Regions from separate parts of the Oncorhynchus mykiss genome. Here region 1 is linked to region 2. Evidence: chromatin contacts called from public Hi-C data. All regions are on one chromosome and are shown on one strand. The core of a region is the stretch at or near the end of the contact, and the rest is flanking DNA. Distances in the headings are between cores, read along the strand shown.

What was found. Hi-C and Micro-C count contacts between places; a contact is called where the count stands out from the background.
Region 1: a Hi-C map of liver shows a contact between it and region 2, with 2.7 times the contacts expected there. The contact joins the promoter of LOC110490283 here to the promoter of LOC110490280 in region 2. A contact is called at or near these places in 2 of 3 Hi-C or Micro-C datasets (blood and liver).

Annotation. Positions count from the first base shown.
Region 1 is chr15:52,346,449-52,350,544 of USDA_OmykA_1.1, reverse strand. LOC110490283 (tRNA-dihydrouridine(20a/20b) synthase [NAD(P)+]-like) reads right to left here and starts at 2,421. Exons shown (of 13, transcript XM_021563581.2): 1 at 2,081-2,421; 2 at 1,845-1,966; 3 at 1,457-1,697; 4 at 1,090-1,316; 5 at 259-530. The coding sequence starts at 2,166. It overlaps LOC110490281 (a long non-coding RNA gene), which reads left to right and starts at 2,612. Exons shown (of 3, transcript XR_005036125.1): 1 at 2,612-2,661.
Region 2 is chr15:52,203,439-52,207,432 of USDA_OmykA_1.1, reverse strand. LOC110490280 (NADH dehydrogenase [ubiquinone] 1 alpha subcomplex subunit 5) reads right to left here and starts at 2,608. Exons shown (of 5, transcript XM_021563579.2): 1 at 2,507-2,608; 2 at 2,014-2,058; 3 at 1,807-1,923; 4 at 1,551-1,616. The coding sequence starts at 2,527.

The DNA.
Region 1 (4,096 bases), core at 1,172-3,671, 140 kb before region 2:
ACACATCATGGAAATTACAAATATGTTGAAATTCGGTGTAATGTGTTTGGTTTTGTTTGTACCTTTTGACCATTTCTGACTGGACATGTTGAAGTGAATCTGATTTTTATTGCAGGTAGAGAGAGGGTCACGTGCTGACACACTGCACTCCTCTATCAGAATGAGATTTAAAAAAAAGGTAATATAGTAAATACAAGCTTTTATTCCATTGGAAATATGATTAATAACATACAATAAATTATACCCAGCCAGTGTTCATGATAGGCCTACTGTCTGTGTGTCTGGGGATCCATATGTGTTGTGGAGGTAGTCTATGACTGCGGCGGTGCTTTGCAGGGAGTTGAACACCTTCCTCTCGGGCTGGGAGCTGACCCTCTCCAGCATGTAAATGAGGTGCTGGTGGAAGCAGGTGAAGGGGGTCCCCTGGTTCGTGGCGAGGTCCACCCAGTCCCACACACACTCAAGAGGGGTCTCGTTGTAGCCAGCGAACATGGCCGGGTTGGACAACAGCCCCCGGGCTGCCATCACACCTACAGGACAGGGCACGTGGGGTGGGAAGTGTCTTGAGTGAGCCATTTAACAATAAAGATCCTGTATTGATATATTCCATCTTTCTCAAATTATTTCTGTGAATGGAACCTCTAGCTACCCATTTATGTACTTACAATGAATATATGTTAAGATGGCACAATAAACAGAAAATGATTTCCCTGGAGGGAATGAGAGGTTACAGAATAAATGCAAATGAAAAGCAGATAAAGTGTTTATGATAACGAGTAAACAGTGGACTATGCAGTTCTTTGAAAATAAACCATGATAGTGGCTCCCCCCCAGAAACCCCCCATGTTGTAGGTTTATTTTCATTGTGGATCACTTTGGCCTATATAAGGGAATTTAATATGAAGCTATTTCAAGAGTGTCTTTTCCATTGAAATAACTACACATGTGTAGTTACTAAGGATCTGTCTCATGAGTACAGAGTGCACTATTTTTGACCAGAGTCCCATGTGACTGCGGAGTCTCTGGTCACAAGTAGTGCACAATATTGGGAATAAAGAATCAATTGCGATTTGCACAAATTGAACTGACCATCAACTCCAGTGAGCTGGTGAGTGGTCTCCACATCTCGGAGGGTCTTTATGTCTCCGTTGGCGACGACAGGGACTGACAGGCTGTCCTTGATGGTCTTGATGGCATCAAAGTGGACCGGCTGGTGGCGCTCTTCTGCGGTTCGACCATGGACCGTTATCCAGGACACCCCTGCCGCCTCTGCCTTCTGACACAGGTCCACCGTACGTCGCAGGTCCTTGTGAATTCTGAGAAAAGAGAGAGGAAACAACAACTACAAAAGGAACTTCATGACACTTAGGTTATTTGCTAAATAAAGCTTTAACAAGCTCTTTTGTCATTGAAGTAAAAGTGAAACAATTATATTTGTTGATATGATCACTCTTACCGTATTTTGATGGAGGCTGTGTAGTTAGGATTGTCAACTTGGTTCCTGACATGTCGAACCATGTCTTTGACCAGCTCAGGTTTGTTGATAAGGCATGCCCCGTAGCCATCTGACATGGCCCATCGCTGGGGACAGCCACAGTTGAGGTCCACTCCATCAGAGAAGGGTGCGACCACACAGGCTGCATCAGCCAGGGTCTGGGCATCACTAGCAGCAAACTGCACGATCAGAGGACGGTCAGCTGATGGGAGAGACAGAGAGCATTAAAGTTGGATTTAATTGACACCAAATTGACAGTCTCCACACATCAATGACAACAGACACCAAATCCCTATAGTTTGAGAGGCATCTAATATTTCCTTGAAGAAAAAAAGTGATCTCATATTACCTTCATTAGTTGTAAATTCACTGTCTCTGGCTTTGACAGAACGCATAAAGTCAGGAGCAACTATCATTGGAGTGAAGCAAATGTCACAGTCGAATTTCCTCACCAGTGACCTGAATGCCAACCTGGAAAAGTTGAAAATAAACGATGAGTTATAGCTATTGCTCAACCTATTTCAGCTATCTGCACAAAACCGCTGAACAAGTCATTGAAAATGTACGAGTATCAGATAATCTTACTTTGAATACCGGACCATAGGAGCACAGATTTTCAGAACTTTCCCTTCCTCAAACATGTCCATCATGTTGGTGGTCGTCATTTTCATAGACCGTACAGTACGTTTTAATCACTAAAGTGAGCTAGTCAGTTAGCTAGCTAGCCAGCTAGCTAGATTGGCATGGCAATGCTTTTCTTTCCACAGTCGAAACTGTTTGTTGCATGCAGTTTATGACCTATTCTAACGTTGGTGTGACTAGATAACGTTCATATTTAATGTAATTAAGCTAGCTAGTTAGCTAAAGATGACAAACACCCGAATGCAAACAATAACACGCGGTATGTTAGTGGGCGTGTCCTCCGAATAACCTTTCATGTTTTACCTTTGAACCTAAAAAGGATTTAAATATTTTTTATTTTTGGATTTATTTGATAAGTAACGTTATAACAATGCACGTTGATACAAATACAGATAATTTGATATTTTATTAAGAATAATAAAATGTTTGGTTTGGTTCATTTCATGTCGCTGAAATTCTACGTCATCACACGATGAACATGGAGGGTAGTAGAGAAGCATCAACGAATTCACTGCTAAATGATGGTAAAATGCTATATTTTAACATTTATTTTAAGTACTTTTCTGTGAGTCAGCTTTACTTCACGTAGGTGTATGTTTTGTTTTATTTAACTAGGTGTATCAGCCACGTAGTCGTTTAGGAATGAGAGCTACCGAGTTGACTGTGCAGTCCATCATTGACAACTTACAGCAAGGCAGAGTCAGATGGATTACCAGGACGTGTACTACGAGCATGTGCTGACCAACTGGCAAGTGTCTTCACTGACATTTTCAACCTCTCCCTGTCTGAGTCTGTAATTCCAACATGTTTCAAGCAGACCACCATAGTCCCTGAAAGATTATTGGAATCTGTGTGGGTAGCTGGACAGGTAGGATGACTGGCAATAGTGAAGGTGAACAGATGGTCAGGTGACAGAGGAATGGATGAGACTGAGGCAGGAATTCCTTTAACCACAAAGTGGTATATGTACTGGTTAGTTTGTCTGTGCTGTATAACAAAAGAAACAGAATAACATGTACCCAATAAAAATTCAAATCAGAAAGTCAAATGATAACAATCATTGTCATTATTAACAGAATAATTCAGCAATAAGGTTCCATAGGAATTCAATATGAAGCAGAATGGAGTCCTTTATGATCATAACCATGTTAACCATCATGTTAATCCAGAGAAGGATTAATGCAAATGCATTGTTAATTTATACAATCTATAATCTCCATACATTTGATATAAGAATTTATAATGTCAGTAAATCATTAAGTTTCATATTTCATCCTTCTAGGTTAGTCTTCATATGTACATGTAATTTCATTACATTTTAACTATATATCAATGTCTGTAGGGCTGTGATCATTGGGCATATACATAACACAACAGGTTTGAAGCGTGCGCTCCAAGCCTCGCTCCGCAGTAATAACTATAAACAATAACTGATGGCCGGCTCTCCCGATTGCAGCATAGTTCAGATGAAAGGTAACAGATTCGGTGGAGTTACGTTGATTCATGGACGCACAGAATGTCTGGATTAGACGGAGTTGAGGAAGAGAAAGCAGCGAGGTTGGGCAGTGGCGATGTCCTCCTTTTACTGATTTGAGATCTGTCGGACATTTCCACCTGACCTAATTAAAGCGCCCCTGGCCCGGCTGAGCAAGTGGCCATGAATTAAAGGACAATTCCACCATCTCCATGGGCCTTTCTACAGTCCCTGTGCCCAAGAACACTAAGGTAACCTGCCTAAATGACTACTGACCCGTAGCACTCATGTCTGTAGTCATGAAATGCTTTGAAAGGCTGGTCATGGCTCACATCAACACCATTAACCCAGAAACCCAAGACCCACTCTAATTTGCATACCTCACCAACAGATCCACAGATGATGCAATCTCTATTGCACTCCACACTGCCCTTTTAAAACATTTATTTAAATTTGTTCACCTTTATTTAACTTGGTAAGCTAGT
Region 2 (3,994 bases), core at 1,359-3,858:
GAGGTTTATGTAGCCGTGGTTACAACTTCCATTAACATGGCTGTCGTCATCCGATCGAGATTTGTTGTGTCTACACACGGTAATAAAATGGGATTCTTATCTGCCCACTTCGTATTGTGACCAGATTCCCTGGTCCCTCCCTGGTGGCAAATTAATTCGACCTACCGTTATGACAGAAAACAGCACGCTTTTATAGTCAATAGTTTTATACTCATCATTACAGCCTACTTTTGTTATCCAATGATTTAAGACTGGGCGTAACAGACTACTGTTTCGATAACCTCGACTTGTCCAATATTCAGAGAATCTCTCCAATCCCTAAAAACGTCACCACACAAACGATTTGAATATCTGGATGTGTGTACAAAATACTATTATTGCACAGTAAGTTAGAGTAGGCTACAAAGTGCATCTCTGAATGGCACAACGCATTATCCAAATAAGTCAGGATAGGGTTGTTCATTACGCATCGATGTTTACATACATATTGTAAATAACCTTTAGTATAGGCCTAAACAGTATTAAAGGAATAAAAAAGCAACATGCTGGGAGAATGACCGTGGTTCAGTTTCCTCCAAATCATTGATAATTCGCTAACGGTACCTCAAAATGATAACCTATAGCAAGACGTGTGGTCAAATTATGAAAATGCATGGATAAAAGCAGCAAGCATGTAAAGCAAAGGCTTTATAAAGGAACAGAGTCAATCTAAAAGTAGCCTGAAGAGTCCTTCGTAATTGAAGCCTACACTAGCCTATTGGACAGTAGCCTCGCTCACGCTTAGGCTACAGAAAGCTATGCGCCTCGACGCATCAGTTTGGAAATCTTCTGCACTTTATTGACATCCGAAAAGGACTGCATTATAACATCACTGTATTATGTTCATATCTGATACAGCAACTGAAATGGACTATTCACCACCTGCCTACCTGGTTAGGTACAGGGGGAACATTAGGCCTATCTATACACTGCTCTCTTCTGCTCCATCATAGTCCATCCCTGCATGCATCCCCAACACGTTTCAATTCTGCTATTACAGTCCTTGGCCTTTCTGTAGCCTATGATGTTTTCAAATATTTTATTTTGGCCTGGCATTAGATGTGAGAACCGTTTTTCTCTCATTCGGGACAATATCTCTTAAACATATTTTTCTATATGCCAATTTTAAGCAGAGCTGGACGCGGTATTGGACTGTGGCATATCCGACCACAGTGCCAGTTGGCATTTGGTTTCTAAAGACCATGATCTTAATTCAACTGTTTGCTATTTTTTGAGAGGGCGGGACAACCATAACGTTGGCCAAATTTATACGCTTTTGTTATCCGGATTTGTTTACACTTCAAGGATATCCGCACAAGATGCGTCTTCAACTACCTCCGGAGGTGGTCAGGAAGATATAATCACAATCAGATCACAATGTGTCTACACCGGTCAACTTATGTGGGCACAACCAGAATTTGGACATGATCAGGACAACGGACGCATGTAGAAACCAGGTGCAACTTTAGGAGGAAGATGCAATGAAAAGAGTGTGAGGCTCCTCTCTGTACCTGGTGAATGACCTCCTCGATCTGACCACAGTTGATTTTCTTCTCTAGTTTCTCCACATCAGGCTCCTTTCAATTGAAATGAAGAAAGACAATGAAATGATCTATATGGATTGAAACACAGATGCCATTCCAAACAATGTCTCGTAACATGACATCATAAATATAAAAGTCAACAAGGGGGAGCTGGTAGGAAGAGTTCTCCTCTGTTAAACTTCACCTGACCCTAGATGTGAGGATGGTTGGAGTGTAAACTTACGGCTTTGATAAGGTCAAAACGGTCATTGACAAGCTGTTCTGTGTACTTTCTGTAGGCTGCGTCCTGAGGGATGACCTGGAGAGACGCCAGGATCTTACTGTACAAGATCCTCAGGCGCTGAGGGGACACACGCACAGACCGTTACATTATCATACCAAAGTAGGCGTGGTCCACTACTGCGGTTTATGGCCATTACTGGAGACTCACCTCATGAGGGTTGTGGGACACGGCCAGTCCCACCAAACCTGTTGTCTGGGGGAAATATGACACAATGAGCATAATAGCTAGCTGGCACGCGAGACTACATAGTTAACGTTAGTAATCTCCTGGGTAAAATAGCCATACGGCATTCAGAAGGAAGGTGGAACATTACAGAACATATGGATAAAACGTCATGTACCTTTGGGTTCGTATCGTGTCAGCCATCTAAATTGGCTATATTTACTTCACAACGGACAAGCCCTTGGCCTAGGTAACTAACCCTGACATAGCAGATCAAAGTATATATCCACGAACCCTCCAGCAAATGAGCAAGCTAGCTAGTAGACGAGCCAGCCTAGCAGCTATCTGACACGCATGCTTGTCAATAGGAAGCGACACAAGCTCATATCGATTGTAAAGTGACAGTAATCTAACTGAATAAACAAAAGCACATTACATTTTCACAAAAGCATCATCATAATATGACCTCGACTCGTACCTTTTTCAGAACGCCAGCCATGATTATGGGCGCTACGGATTCTGGGTCACTTCTGTCGAATAAAAATGACGTCAACACGTCCTCGTTTTTTCAAAATAAAAGCTCAGCATGTCTGATTGTGTAGTAAGTACAGTAATGGGCAAACATTTTGAGAATGACACAAATATTGCTGCTTCCGTGTCTTTAGATATTTTTGTCAGATGTTAGTATGGAATACTGAAGTATAATTACAAGTATTTCATACGTGTCAAAGGCTTTTATTGACAATTACATGAAGTTGATGCAAAGTGTCAATATTTGCAGTGTTGACCCTTCTTTTTCAAGACCTCTGCAATCTGCCCAGACATGTTGTCAATTAACTTCTGGGCCACATCCCATGATGGCAGCCCATTCTTGCATAATCAATGCTTGAAGTTTGTTAGAATTTGTGAGTCTTGAGGATTGACCACAAGTTCTCAATGGGATTAAGGTCTGTGGAGCTTCCTGGCCATGGACCCAAAATATCGATGTTTTGTTCCCGGAGCCACTTATGCCTTATGGCAAGGAGCTCCATCACGCTGGAAAAGGCATTGTTCGTCACCAAACTGTTCATGGATGGTTGGGAGGAGTTGCTCTCGGAGGATGTGTTGGTACCATTGGTACCATTCATGGCTGTGTTCTTAGGAAAAATTGTGAGTGATCCCACTCCCTTGGCTGAGAAGCAACCCCACACATGAATGGTCTCAGGATGCTTTACTGTTGGCATGACACAGGACTGATGGTAGCGCTCATCTTGTCTTCTTGGGACAAGCTTTTTTCCAGATGCCCCAAACAATCGGAAAGGGGATTCATCAGAGAAAATGACGTTACCCCAGTCCTCAGCAGTCCAATCCCTGTACCTTTTGCAGAATATCAGTCTGTCACTGATGTTTTTCCTGGAGAGAATTTGCTTCTTTGCTGCCCTTCTTGACACCAGGCCATCCTCCAAACGTCTTCGACTCACTGTGCGTGCAGATGCACTCACACCTGCCTGCTGCCATTCCTGAGCAAGCTCTGTACTGGTGGTGCCCCAATCCCGCAGCTGAATCAACTTTAGGAGATGGTCCTGGCGCTTGCTGGACTTTCTTGGGCGCCCTGAAGCATTCTTCACAACAATTGAACCGCTGTCCTTGAAATTCTTGATGATCTGATAAATGGTTGATTTAGGTGCAATCTTACTGGCAGCAATATTCTTGCCTGTGATGCCCTTTTGTGCAAAGCAATGACGACGGCACGTGTTTCCTTGCAGGTAACCATGATTGACAGAGGAAGAACAATGATTCCAAGCACCACCCTCCTTTTGAAGCTTCCAGTCTGTTATTCGAACTCAATCAGCATGACAGAGTGATCTCCAGCCTTGTCCTCATCAACACTCACACCTGTGTTAACGAGAGAATCACTGACATGATGTCAGCTGGTCCTTTTGTGGCAGGGCTGAAATGCAGTGGAAATGTTTTTGGGGGATTCAGT